2 separate regions of the Triticum aestivum genome follow, and region 1 is linked to region 2. Evidence: chromatin contacts called from public Hi-C data. All regions are on one chromosome and are shown on one strand. Each heading gives the region's core, a stretch centred on a gene start, on an enhancer-like site or on the middle of the called end of the contact. The rest is flanking DNA. Distances are from core to core; before and after follow the strand shown. Region 1 holds the start of LOC123139823 (2-oxoglutarate-dependent dioxygenase 11). Region 2 holds the start of LOC123139809 (translation initiation factor IF-2).

Evidence for each region. Hi-C and Micro-C count contacts between places; a contact is called where the count stands out from the background.
Region 1: a contact with region 2 is called in a Hi-C map of leaf, with 2.1 times the contacts expected there. The contact joins the promoter of LOC123139823 here to the promoter of LOC123139809 in region 2. A contact is called at or near these places in 2 of 5 Hi-C or Micro-C datasets (both in leaf).

Annotation. Positions count from the first base shown.
Region 1 is chr1B:580,366,857-580,374,408 of IWGSC CS RefSeq v2.1, reverse strand. It overlaps LOC123139823 (2-oxoglutarate-dependent dioxygenase 11), which reads right to left and starts at 3,229. Exons shown (of 3, transcript XM_044559525.1): 1 at 2,861-3,229; 2 at 2,524-2,771; 3 at 1,394-2,341. The coding sequence starts at 3,112. The coding sequence ends at 1,759.
Region 2 is chr1B:580,184,786-580,191,753 of IWGSC CS RefSeq v2.1, reverse strand. It overlaps LOC123139809 (translation initiation factor IF-2), which reads left to right and starts at 1,423. Exons shown (of 7, transcript XM_044559512.1): 1 at 1,423-1,787; 2 at 1,931-2,021; 3 at 3,449-3,515; 4 at 3,976-4,292; 5 at 4,957-5,991; 6 at 6,209-6,358. The coding sequence starts at 1,974.

The DNA.
Region 1 (7,552 bases), core at 1,980-4,479, 180 kb before region 2:
GCCAAATATAAGCAAATTTCTAGCACACTTGGATTAACATTGCTTTGTCTCAACTCTCAACTAAGGCAGATTGGGTGAGGGTGTGTTGTAAGTGAACCAAAATACTCCCAAGGACCAAGGTACTACTACCAGCTAATCAGATGTTTAGAAAGTGCCCCTCTACCTTGGAAGCTTACATTATGCGCCTGGACTGTGGCGGTGCGCATGGCATCTCTAGGCCAACTCCGGCCTTCTCCTCCACATCCCAAAATCGAGTCTGGCATAACTCTGCGCTGCGTGGACGTCCATAGCTCCGACAACTCGTGGTGCTCGCCCCCGCCTTCATGAGAGTAGGGTCATGACGGTGGTGGAGGTGGAGCACTGGTCCCTGTCGTACGAGAAAGATGTGTGCAGTGCAGTCGGGGAGTTGATTATGGAGAAGCCTCGCACTGGTCCCTGGCGTGCGAGAAAGATAGCTTCCAGTGGGGGAGTTCATGACGGAGAAGCCACATATCACGTGGACTGCGGTGCTGCTAGTGCTTCTGCGACGCATGAAAAAGAACAAAGGGGACCTTTTTTTTTGCAGTGGTGAAAAAATAGATAGGGATACTCTGTATGTGGCGGAATATAGAAGGCAAGAACAGAGCGAGCGTGCCTAGCTGCTTGGTCAGGCTTGAAGCAACTAGCTACTACGGTAGATGTTATACTTCCCATTCGATTATAACACAAGCAAGTCGTTGTAGTATAGTGGTAAGTATTCCCGCCTGTCCCGCCTGTCGTTCCTTTTTTTTTACGTTTTCGCCGTCCTGCGGTGCTCTTTTTTTGGAGGAAAGGAAATGAAGAAACAAATCTAAGGAAAAATGATGATCCAACAATTTCAATAAAGTTTCATGTACCTTCCAAACCGTACAAGAACAAGTGTAAATGATGATGAGAAAAATGAGGACAAGACCTGACAGCCCATGCGCGGCGCACGTGGGCGCTCTGACGTGACGGAGATCGACCATGGGGCGAGGGGAAGCGCGAGTCGCCGCGTGGGCGCTCTGACGTGACGGAGATCGACCATGGGGCGAGGGGAAGCGCGAGCGCAGGAGGCTGAGGGCCGGCACACGCAACCGAGGGAGGCACGAGGTGGCGGTGAAGGACGAGGACGAGGCCTCGGTGGAGGGTAGCGCAGGTGTAGGGCGTCTAGCACCGGGTAAACCTGGGGGTCGTGGCGAGGGATGGTTGCTGCACACGAAAGGAGTAGGTTTTGCTGCCACCAGCCGTACCTCGGGCTTTTTCTGGCATCGTTTGCTGACGACGACGGTGGCAGGGGGTGGGGAGGGGGCTGAGGTGGCGAACGATGGGGTGCCCGCCTGAGCCGCGTCAGGGACATGACCTTTGCGTGCGGTTTAATTTGTTGCTTGTTGAATAGTCAAAATAAACATATAGTAGTTGAAATTTCAGACAACGATATAATTTTGTAAACGGACAACATAAAACTCGCGTGTATAAATCCATATTATACCTAGACTAGAGTTCGAACAAATCAAACCACTAGCTTGGGAAATTAACATCTCTCATCTTAAAATGGAATTGCATCTCATGTCGTTGATGTATAACTACCTCATTTATTCCATACGGAGATATATATACTCCTACATAAGCGCACACACAGAGCAAGAACACACAACACAACCCACACACACGCGAGCACACACACACACAGCAAGAACACACAATCACAACCCACACCTAAAACAAAGCCAACAGAAATACCCATTAGCAAGACCGATTTTAGATTTCCTTCTCATCCTGCGCTACATCGGTCTGGAGACTATCCACGAACCTGGTCCCTTCAACGAGCGCCCTGAAATTCCCCTTGACATACTCACCATACTCGATCGCCCTGTACCTGGCCTCGCCGAGCCCCGGGAGCGGCCTCACCGTCCCGGCGACGGACGCGCCCTGGAACATCACCACGGTCGTCCGGCCTCTCTCGGCGTCCACCAACACCCTATGCTCGGCGCTCCTGTACTTGCCGTTGGTGAGCACCTGGAGGATGTCGCCGACGTTGACGACGAGGGCGCCCGGCAGCGGATCCAGCGGGAACCACCTGCCGCCCCTCCTCACCTGCAGGCCCGGGGTGTCGTCCACGTGCAGCAGGAGGGCCAGGCCGAGGCCGTCATGGTGCGGCGTGATGCCTATCACCTTGTCCGGGTGCCGGCATGGAGGGTAGTGGTGCATGGCCACGGTCTGCCTCTTGCCCCGGAAGGCCCCGTCGAGCGCCTCCCGCTCCACTCCGATGTCGCTCGCCATGAACCTCAGGAGGCGCCTCGCGAGACTAGACATCTCGAGCGAGTACTTCTCAAGTGCATCCCTGGTGTTATAAGCAGGTGAATGAGATGAAGCAAACAGAGTAATAAGCATGTGCTCCCTCCCTGCTTGAAAGAAGGCCTATAAATTTTGGCTGAAGTCAAATAATGCACTATTTGACTTTGGACCAAAGTTATATGCCTTCCTACGAGGGAGTATTTTGTAACCGTAGTGTATCAGGAAGACCTAAATGTTGGCGGATCGGCGGGCCAGAGCTCCATGTTCGTCTGCTCGTTCTCTTGCGTCGCGAGTATCAGGCTCTCTGCCCAGTCCAGTTTGTCGCAGGATGCTCCGGCGAAGTGGTGCCCAAACCCTTCCAAACGGCCGGCCTCGATGGCCACGGCGTTCTTCTTCTCCAGTGGCAAGCGGAAGAACTGCACAGCGTTATTCTTCATGTCTTGTACAGCTGATTCGTCGAGTCCATGGTTTGTTAGCTGCAAACGGAAGAATGTGTAGATTTGATACCAAAAAAAGGATAATGCGAATGCTCCCTCTATGCGAAAAAGGATGAAGGATGTCTAACCTGGAAGAAGCCCCAGTCTCGACATGCAGAGCCAAGCTTGGCCGCCTCCGCCTCAGAGGACTCCGAGTCGAGCAGCCTCGCCATGTCTACGAGCGGCAGCTCGTGGCTCTCCTCGTCGCCCACCACGACCCCGTCCCCGACCTCGTCCGGCCGGGCGTACCTGTCGGGGATCACTGTTGAGTCCGCGAACGTGGCCGCCGCGGCGTCCGTGATCTCGGCCCTGGTGACGACGAGGTCGGCGTCGATCTCCATCGATCCTCCCGTGCGTGTACGTCCTCCTCCTCCTTCTCCCAGGAATAAATGCTGAGTCGCCCCGGTCCTTCTCTGCTGCGTTTAGGTATGTGCTGAGTCGGTCGATGGTTCGATGGTGGGCATGTGCATCTCAATAATGTTGTTTTGGGTGGGTAGGTATAGTGACACATCGGTCGGGCCATCTTGTGGTAACGAATTCACATTATTTTGAGTCATGACAATTGTGATGGTGGACACGATCTCTGTTGTTGTTGTTGTTGTTGTTGTTGTTGTTGTTGTTTGACAGTGACTATGCTCAGATCCGGATCTGAAAACTTGTGGCAACCGCGGTTGTCCCGGATGCTTCATGATGCCACGGATGAGCTACTGAACGAAAGAGCCACGTGTGTGTCACTTTCTTTTTGAGGATGTCGTTGGAGTTCTTCTCTTTGTACCAGGTTCCGGGTGAGAGGTGCTTGTCCGTTTCGAGCTCGGCAGCAGCTACACTCTGCGCCGTTCCCCCTCTTGAGGGCGTTGTTGTACAACTTAGGTGTCCTAGAGCGTGTCGTGGCGTTGTGTTCATGCTTTCATTCGATATCTACCGTTAACGTAGTCACGTGCGTTTGTTATTTGGAATCCTAGTATCTGCTTTGTAAGAGGGTTTTCTCACTATCTTGTACCATTTAGCCATTCATATTACTTGTGCTTTATAAACTTTATTTACAAATCAAGGCCAAAGCATCGTGATAGACAAATGGTGGGTTTTCCTTTACATAATAATACAAGTGTTCATGTTAGATGTAAATGGACTACAAAAATGATTTATTAAGCTTTATAGACAAACTAGAGCAAAAAGATTCACCGACAAAAGGCATTGACAATAGCGATTACGTGGCAGTGGCACACCTGTGCATCACAAATTTTATTACCATGTCGCCAGCCAAACCGACTGGACAAAGCCCTAGCAACCGTCTCCAACACGGCTGCACATAGAGTCCAATACAACATAGCTCATTGTCTCTCAGTCTCTATTAGTTTGACAATGACGACGCTCAGATCCGGATATGAAAACTTATGGTCGTGGCAGTTGTCCTGAATGCTTCGTGATGTCACGGATGAGCTACCGAAAGAAAGCTCCGCGCAGGTGTCACTTTCTTTTTGAGGATGTTGTTGGGGTTCTTCTCTTTGTACCAGGTTCCAGGTGAAGACGCTTGTCCGTTTCGGGTTCGGCACCAGTGACACTTTGCGTCTTTCCCCTGCTTTAGGGCGTTGTTGTAGAGTTTAGGTGTCCTAGGGCGTGTAGTGGCGTTGTGTTTAGGCCTTCATTTGATATCTGTCATTCATGTAGTCACGTGCGTTTGTTATCCGGTTATCCTAGGATCTGCTTTGTACGACGGTTTCCTCATTACCTTGTATCCTTTAGCCATTCATCTTGCTTGTGCTTTCTAAACTTTATTTACTTATAAAGCGAGGTGAAAGCCAGTATGGAGAAAGACAAATGGTGGGTTTTCCTGTACATAATAACGCCAGTGTTCATGTTAGAAGTAAACGGATAGCAAAAATGATTTATTAAGCTTTATAGACAAACTAGAAAGAAAAGAAGGTCCAACAAAAGGCATTGCCAATAGCGATTATGCGGCACACTTTTTTTTGCAAGAAAAAAGATATTCATTGCTTAACTAGTGTGGTTATAATCGTTTGAGTAGCGATTATGTGGCGCACTTTGCATCACAAAATTTTGTACCATGTCGCCAGCCAAATCGCCCGGACAAAGCCCTAGCAACCGTCTCCAAAACAGCTGCACACAAAGTCCAGTACAACATAGGTCATGAAGTAGTTAGAACTTAACCTCATGAAGTTACAAGATGAGATGAAGACGGCCAAATGAGTGGCGATGGGAAGTGATTCAACCAATATGCATACTCAAGAAGTATTTCTCCCATAAATATACCTTGGCCCTCCGTTAAAGCTTTCCTCGTCAGTGCCTTCCTCCGGTCCTCGGTTCAGTGTTGGGGTTCGCCGTGATGTGTCGGCCAGCCATGCTACTAGGCAGCGTTCGTACGTTGAGGCTCTCTTGGCGCCGCCCCTTGAAGATTGCTTGGCTCGTCGTGTGGATGGTTGCATCTTCCCTCACGATCCTATCGAGCGGGATCTCCTTACCGTAATGCTCTCAGCTAGGCCGGTGGGCATCAATCCGTGGCATAATGATCCTATGCTTGATGAAGCAATGTCGCCTTCTCCTCAGGTTTTTCCTGCTATCATCGGCCCCTATGGACTGCTCTTCTTGGGGTGATGATACGTGGTTGACCCATGGTGCCTCGTTGGTAGGGAGTGAGGAATCTGTTGATCCTATGTGATCGGAGGCTACGGTCTGGTCACCATGCCCTGGAAGTGATACGTCTCCGTCGTATCTATAATTTTTGATTGTTTCACGCCAATATTCTATAACTTTCATATACTTTTTGGCAACTTTTTATACTATTTTTTGGGACTAACATATTGATCCAGTGCCCAGTGCCAGTTCCTGTCTGTTGCATGTTTTATGTTTCGCAGAAATCCCATATCAAACGGAGTCCAAATGGGATAAAAACGGAAGGAGCTTATTTTTGGAATATTTATGATTTTTGGGAAGTAAAATCAATGCGAGACGGTGCCTAAGATGGCCACGAGGCAGGGGGCGCGCCTGACTTCCCTAGGCGCGCCCCTGACCCTCGTGGGCCCCTCATAAGGCGGTTGCTGCTCTACTTTGGCCGCAAGAAAGCTAATTTTCAAAAAAAAAATCTGGGCGAAGGTTTCAATCCAATCGGAGTTACGAATCTCCGGATATAAAAGAAACGGTGCCAGGGCAGAATCCAGGAGCGCAGAAACAAAGAGAGACAGAGAGACAGATCCAATCTCGGAGGGGCTCTCGCCCCTCCCACGCCATGGGAGTCAAGGACCAGAGGGGAAACCCTTCTCCCATCTAGGGACGAGGTCAAGGAAGAAGAAGAATAAGAAGGGGGGCTCTCTCCCCCTTGCTTCCGATGGCGCCGGAACGCCGCCGGGGGCCATCATCATCACCGCGATCTACACTAACACCTCCATCATCTTCACCAACATCTCCATCACCTTCCCCCATCTATATTCAGCGCTCCACTCTCCCGCAACCCGCTGTACCCTCTACTTGAACATGGTGCTTTATGCTTCATACTATTATCCAATGATGTGTTGCCATCCTATGATGTCTGAGTAGATTTTCGTTGTTCTATCGGTGATTGATGAATTGCTATGATTGGTTTAATTTGCTTGTGGTTATGTTTCTAACCTTTGGTGCCCATCATATGAGCGCGCACGTGGATCACACCATAGGGTTAGTTGTATGTTCATAGGACTATGTATTGGAGGGCAAGAGTGACAAAAGCTTCAACCTAGCATAGAAATTGATGCATACGGGATTGAAGGGGGACCAATATATCTTAATGCTATGGTTGGGTTTTACCTTAATGAACTTTAGTAGTTGCAGATGCTTGCTAATAGTTCCAATCATAAGTGCATAGAATTCCAAGTCAGGGATGACATGCTAGCAGTGGCCTCTCCCACATAAAACTTGCTATCGGTCTAGTAAAGTAGTCAATTGCTTAGAGACAATTTCACAACTCCTACCACCACTTTTCCACACTCGCTATATTTACTTTATTGATTCTTTATCTAAACAGCCCCTACTTTTTATTTACGTGCTTTTTATTATCTTGCAAACCTATCCAACAACACCTACAAAGTACTTCTAGTTTCATACTTGTTCTAGGTAAAGCGAACACTAAGCGTGCGTACAGTCGTATCAGTGGCAGATAGGACTTGAGAGAATATTTGTTCTACCTTTAGCTCTTCATTGGGTTCGACACTCTTACTTATCGAAAGAGGCTACAATTATCCCCTATACTTGTGGGTTATCAAGACCTTTTTCTGGCACCGTTGCCGGGGAGTCATTGCGTGGGGTGAATATTCTCGTGTGTGCTTATTTGCTTTATCACTAAGTAAATTTTATTTGCTCTTCTTATTTGTTTTCTATCTTTAATTATGGGTAGGAAACGCAAAATACCAAAAAAAATTGTTGTACCTACTACACCAATGGTTGAAGAACCACTCAAAATCTATCACACTCCTGAAGCTTTTTACTTGGATCATCTTTGATCCCATTGTGCTCGTGCTGAAACCCCAACTAGCTTAGTTGAGGGCAAATGTTTAGATGAGCATGCTTGTTATGTGCGACACCATGTATCTGAAAAAGGGAAACTTTTACTGGATCAAATTGATTATTTGCAATGCTATGCTTGGAATTTATGTGAAATTTATGATTTTACTTGTTGTTCTGAAGACCCTAAGAAACACCTTCCCTATCAATGCTTGTTTAGTGACAATGGAATCATATCTTCGTATGCTAAGGGTGTTTATAATTATTATGATGTTCAACAAATTGAAGAA
Region 2 (6,968 bases), core at 174-2,673:
ATCCCCTCCCTCTTACGTGATCCCCCTTTGGTTATGCGGCACCAGATCTTCCGCATCACCGCCTAATCCCCCCATCGCTGACGCGACGACAGATCATCCTCATCGCCGTCCATCAACCCTATCACGTCGGATCTTCGCGTCGACCTCTGACATGTAAGTGACTAGCTATCTCTCCTCTTGAATTCTCCTTTGTGCATAATACTGATAGTGTCAGATTTGGTTAGGGTTTAGGATATGTGTGATATGAGAAAGTTGTCAACAGATTTCGATTGAAAGAGAGTGTAATTCAGATTTAGTTAGGATTATGTGATATGAGAAAGTTGTCACCAGATTTGGATTCAAAGGAAATGTAATTTGGATTTTGTTAGGACATATTTTGGATTTTTTGTTTGCGAAAGGAAAACTGCCATTACTTAAACCGAGTTATTACAATTGAGTTGACAAATAACATCAACTTCCTCTGGCGCACAACACAACCAGACTGCCGTTTTAGGAAGAGATCTTCCCATTCGGGTTAGGGCATGACTTGCTCTATTCTGATCACGACCTGTAGTCACTGTTTCATGTGATCTAGTGCTAAGCATGTATTTAATGTCATTCACCATAGCAGCCACTGGGGATCTATCTGGCTCTTGGGCATTAATCATGCGTGCACCCATCATACAATCCGTCTCAACCACCAGCCGGTCTGTACTTCTATCCGACGCTAGTGATACCCCCTCCATAAGAGCTACCATTTCAGCTTCAAGTGCACTTGCACACCGCGGAATGAATCGACGGGATGATAAAGCAATGGCCCCTATGTGGTCTCTAAGGATCATACCGGCTCCTCCAGTGCCATCATCCTCCATCCACAGCCCATCAGTGTACAATTTCACTGGTCCCAACGGCGATGGTATCCATCGCACAGGTGTTTTTGGGTGCATCGTTCCATGTGACTTCTGTTTTACAGCATTTGAACAATAGACAACCACCGTCTTTTCCTTCTCCAGGTCAGCAGTTGGATGTTGCTAGATGCTCAAAAGCGTATCCATGTACCCACTTAGGAGGCGGCATGACACTTGTACCGGTGCTGGTTTGCCGTGATAGGACATATTTTGGATTTAGTTAGGGGGAATTTTGAATTGAGTTTGGAGTTATTTTGGATTTAGTTAGAAGATATTTGATATGTGAAGATGAATTTATCAGGGTGTGATTAGTCACAACATTTGAAGTGTTTTTTTTTTTGCGGAAACATTTGAAGTGTTTGTGGACGATTATAGTGATGAAGTTAAACAAATCTACATAGCTGAAAAAATATGTGATTTTGTGGTAGCAGTTAGCTGCTGCTGCAGATTCACGGTGGAGCCACTTGACAGGACAGGGGCACGTTCTACCGGCTGATCTCGACGGACCAGACTGCTCTAACCCAATCCAACGGCGGGGTGGCTGGTCCGACGGGTCGATAGGAAGGAGCCGGACCTAGTCGCTCCTCTGGGAAAATTCTCCACCTCCGCGCCCCTCCGCCGCCGGTCCGCCTCCGCCGCGTCATCCCGCCTCCTCGTCCCCTTCGTCCCGCCGCTCCCGCGACCGTTCCTCCCTGGCCCCGCCGCCGGGTACCCTGACCCCAATCCTCCCCGCATCGCGCTTCCTGGTCCCCACCCCGCCGGCGGCGCTACCGCGCTAGGTCACGCGCCGTCACCGCTCCTCTGTCACCCGCGGCGCCCCTCCTCTGCCATTCCTCCACCGGACGCCGCGCCTCTCTTGCCCAGGGCACGATGATGGCCTGGCGGATGCTGCGAAGAAAGGTACGGCTCCTCTTCCTTCTCTGAAATCTGTTGCATTTCCTGTTCCTAGAGCGCGCTGTTAAACATACACGATTTTCTGGCACGAACAAATACGGCTGGATCCCCCGCAGCACGGGACTAACAATTGGAGACATAATTTGCAGGATGTCCACACAGGCCTTGTGAATCTGGCCCTTCGCTTGGATCATGGTGGAACGAAGCATTTCGCCACTGGAACATTGGGAAAGCTACCACGTAAGTTCCATTAATATCGTACTGCAATTGCATAGATTCATTTTAACTCGTTAATTGTCCAACCATTGTTTTGCCAAGTAAATCCCTGCCCTAGCCTCTAGCAAGCATTGCTAGTACGGGCACTGTTTGCGTGCTAAGTTATCTTATCATGGCTTCGATATAGATAATTCTTCACCGCTGCTGTTATTTCTCGGAAAGTCACCTCCACCTCTGCCACAGTATCATCTCTATAGTTATGAGTTTGTGATGTTGCTTTGTTCCCTCTATACCATCCCGCTCCAAAGTTTGTTACAAGTACTGTCCTGCATGGGAAGGGCACATATGTGTAGCACCTCGCTTGGGATTTTGTCCTCGCCTTGCATGAACGGTTCAACCTGGAGGTCCTATGCCTTTGGCCAATGAGTGCTATATGGTAGTGTAGATCAATGTAAACTGAGAATGTGGTAGGTCTATATACTAAAGGGTGTCCCCCCCCCCCCCCCCCCCCCCGCACTGATGCTGCTTTTCCATGTGAGTGAGATGAAGATGTAAATGAATTTATGCATCAATAACGAAGAACTGTGAATCCACAATGGCCAATGGAAAATGAAATCTGTAGAATGTCCACTCAAATTGCACTTTAATCGTACTCCCTCCTCCATTTCTTTCTTACTTTGCATATAAGATTTGTTTGAAGTCAAACCACACAAAGTTTGATCAAATTTATAATAAAAAATATGAACATCTACAATACTATGGTTATGTATAGTATGAAAATTAATTTTATGATGCATCTAATGATTTTTATTCCATATTGTGAATGTTAATATTTCTTCCTATAAAGATGGTCAAACTTTACGAAGTTTGACTTCCAGACAAATTTTACGTGCAGACTAAAAAGAAACGGAGGGAGTACACACCCCAGTTTCTTCTCCTTTTCCTTTCACCCTTCTATATTATTTTTCTAATTTTTTAGATCCTATATCTTGTCCATGTTGTTCCTATTCCTGTGTATTCAAGTTGTGCATTCCAAGTGGGCCCATAGTGTCTGTACCGCCTATGTTATTATTTAAAAATGAATAGATTACAATGCAGGAAGAACCCCCTCAGCATATCTTAAGAAGCAGCGATACGCTCAGCTTTATTCCATCCGGGAAATGACAGATGAGGCTAAATCCACACCATAGGATTTGAACCTTCACGCTAACGCCACCGCTCACCTGTTGCAGGGCTATACGCGGTTCTTGGTTTATGATTTCTATTGGTTAGAGAAGAGTATTTCATATGTTACACGATGAACTTAATGGACTCAGACTCTAGCTTAGCATAGCGAATCTTCATGAAGTCCTTTTTGGTCACTTTCCTAAGAGCAAGTACTTTCTTCCTTATTGGATACCTCATAAGTCTATGTTTTACTGATTTGATCAGTATTTAATTCTCAATTGCAGAGTTTGTCCACGGCAATGGACTCCAAGGTGCTGCTAACTGTACGGTCTTTAAACAGTCCACTATCAGGTATGTCAATCTGCTCTCCTATTATTCAGGTGGCATCACTACTCTTGTCACATCGACATATTCAACAAACTATGGCACACACTCAGTGCATCAAATTGAATTTGAGTGTTATCTCACAAGGAATCTGCATCATATTTCTTTGGAAAAGCCAAGCTTGACACCATGTTAATTTCCTGCACCCCACTAAATGATCTTGCAACTTCTGCATGGAGTCATGTATTTACCTCTTATCTTATCTGACCTTGCTTGGGAAAGGCATTCACTAGGTTCTTTTACCATACTCTAATTCTACTGTATCTTTGTTTATCTCATCTTCTGGAACGACTGTTCAGATTTTTTAGTCATTAAATGTAGGTCTTGTTGTAGGTATGCTACTATCAGTACATTGTTATTTGATGCAGATTTTAGGATTTATATATTAGGTGACAATACTGTCTTCTTTATAGGAATTTTCATGCAGGTGTGTATATGTTGGCATGGCACCAGAAAAAGGAGGATGTTGTTGGGCTAAAAGCACCGAAAAGGGAGAAGCGAGTGAGAAAGGAAACTAGGAGTCAACCTCCTGTAGAAGCGCCATATGTAGCACCAAAACCAAAGCTGACCAAACCAGCGCCAGATAAAATTGTTGAAATTTTTGATGGGATGACATTGCGTGACCTATCTAAACGATCTGGTGCAACCATCAATGCGCTTCAAAGCATACTTGCAGATCTTGGCGAAAGGGTTGAATCAGAATTCGACTCTATTACCATCGATCTAGCTGAGCTAGTGGGTATGGTATGTATTTATATTTATAATCTTCCTTTTGTGACTTCTACGTTTCTGTATGCTACTCTGAAGCATATTCATATTAGTAACCAGTTGTACCAGGATAACTTTATTTGTTGTATATCATGTCATATGAGACTATAACTCATGGTGACAATGGCTATAAATTCACTCTGGATGTTGCATTTGACCTCATCTATCAAAATGATCTTGTTGCAAGGTGTGATATGGTGATGCTAAACAGTACTTATTCTTTATTTCTTCAAATTCTGCTATTTTATTAGTGCTCTCATTAAGCAAGTTCAAGCTGTCGATTATGAGAAGGGTGGATCCACTTGTGTTCACTGGTTGACTTCCATTTAGCAAGTGTAGTCGTGCATTGTGCCTTGGTTTGTCGTCTTTTCTCTATGCTTGTTTTGTGCCCAGGTTTTTTCTCCTTTCTGACCATATATTCACTAAAAATGGAATTTTTGCTTTTTTTTGGTGATATTATGTTGGAGCAAACTTACATGTTCAAATTTTACATACGCTGATGTTGTCATTAATTATATGTACTATTGTCCCCAGTTTACACCTAAGCTTTGTCATCGTGAAATATTTATGCAGCTTTAGGAAAGCTTCTATTTCTTATGATTCATGATATTAATCAATATCTTTCATCCTTCTTGCACAGGAACTTGGTGTTAATATCAGAAGAATGCACACAGGTGAAGGCACAGTTGAACCACGGCCTGCTGTTGTAACAGTTATGGGTCATGTTGATCATGGTAAAACATCGCTTCTGGATTCCCTGCGGCAAACATCTGTTGCTGCTAAAGAAGCTGGTGGGATCACTCAGCATATAGGTGCCTTTGTTGTTGAGATGCAATCTGGAGCCTCTCTTACATTTCTTGATACACCAGGGCATGCTGCATTTAGTGCTATGCGGGCTAGAGGTGCAGCTGTCACAGATATTGTAGTGCTTGTGGTTGCAGCAGATGATGGTGTGATGCCTCAAACACTTGAAGCTATGTCGCATGCAAAAGTAGCAAATGTTCCAATTGTAGTCGCCATAAACAAATGTGACAAATCTGGAGCTGACCCTGAGAGGGTCAGAATTCAGCTTGGTTCTGAAGGATTGCTTTTGGAGGATATGGGTGGTGATGTACAGGTTGTTGAAATTTCTGCATTATCGAAACTTGGTTTGGATAAATTGGAAGAGGCTTTGCTCCTTCAGGCCGAGATAATGGACCTGAAAGCCAGAACAGATGGGCCTGCTCAAGCTTTTGTGGTGGAGGCAAGGGTGGACAGGGGCAGGGGACCACTTGCAACAACTATAGTTAAGTCCGGCACATTAGTTAGTGGACAATACATTGTTGTGGGTGCAGAGTGGGGAAGAATTAGATCACTTAGAGACACGGCAGGGAAAGTAACAGAGTCCGCAAAACCCGCCATGCCTGTTGAGATTGAGGGGCTGAGGGGCCTCCCAATGGCTGGGGATGATGTAGTTGTTGTTGACTCCGAGGAAAGGGCAAGAATGCTTAGTCAAGGGCGGAAGAAGAAACAGGAGAAAGATAGGCTTCGGAAGATTGATGAAAACATGACAGAGGAGGCAGAAATTGGAGAAGAGACTCCTGAAAGAGTTGAGATGCCCATAATTGTCAAAGCTGATGTACAGGGCAGTGTTCAAGCAGTTACGGATGCCTTAAGAAGTCTTAATAGCCCACAGGTATTTCCTTGACCACATTGGATGCCTTATTTTTATTTTTGTAGTCTCACAAACTTGACTATACAAGCACTCAAGCAGTGCTGAATTCCTGATCGCTGACACTGCATTTTAGATCATACGTAGGTTTGTTCCAGTGGTTTGGTATGATATATGTTCTATTTACAGTATGCCGATATTTCTGTTAGATTCAGTCATGCCTATGGTACCTTCTTTGTAGGTGTTTGTGAATGTTATTCATGTTGGCGTCGGCCCAGTAAGTGAACATGACATTGATCTGGCACAAGCATGCCGAGCATGCATAGTTGGTTTCAACGTTCGCGATCCACCGAGTGCGATTACTCTAGGAGCAACACAAGCCAACATAAAGGTACCATGTTTATTATTGCTCTAGTGCCTGTACTGCTTTTGATTGAGTGTACACCTTTGGTAGAAATCAAGTTCTATGGTTTGGACATTGGTGGTGATTTTTTATGTCATATTTTAATGCTCAGTATAGGATGTAAATATGCCTTCTGGGACCTGGGTTACGTGCAAAGAGGGTAGATCTTACTTAAGATAACATTTTCTCTTTCTCTTGTTTCTGGTGTTTCTTTATATTGTGTAGGCACTAGGATATGTTATAGTGAATTTAGGAAGAGTAAACATAATTCAGCTCTTATGTGTGTGGAATTGAGGATATGGCCTACATCATATTGACCTCATTAAAATACTGGACTTGAAATATGATAAGAGAATCCTGATCTCAACCTCTGATCAATTTTGAATGTCATCCAGGAAGTCAGATTGCCCATATCTCTCGAATATTGCAGGGTATACTGCAATGGAGTACTCTTTTCACTTTTCTTGAGGCACCGTTTGTTTTGGTGGTTGATGTGAACCATATAAATTCGATTTTGTTCTCATATCGCTAGTTCTCAGTATCCTGAGTTAAGTCTGGTCCCATTCTATATGTTCCACAAGTACACAGCATATGTTCC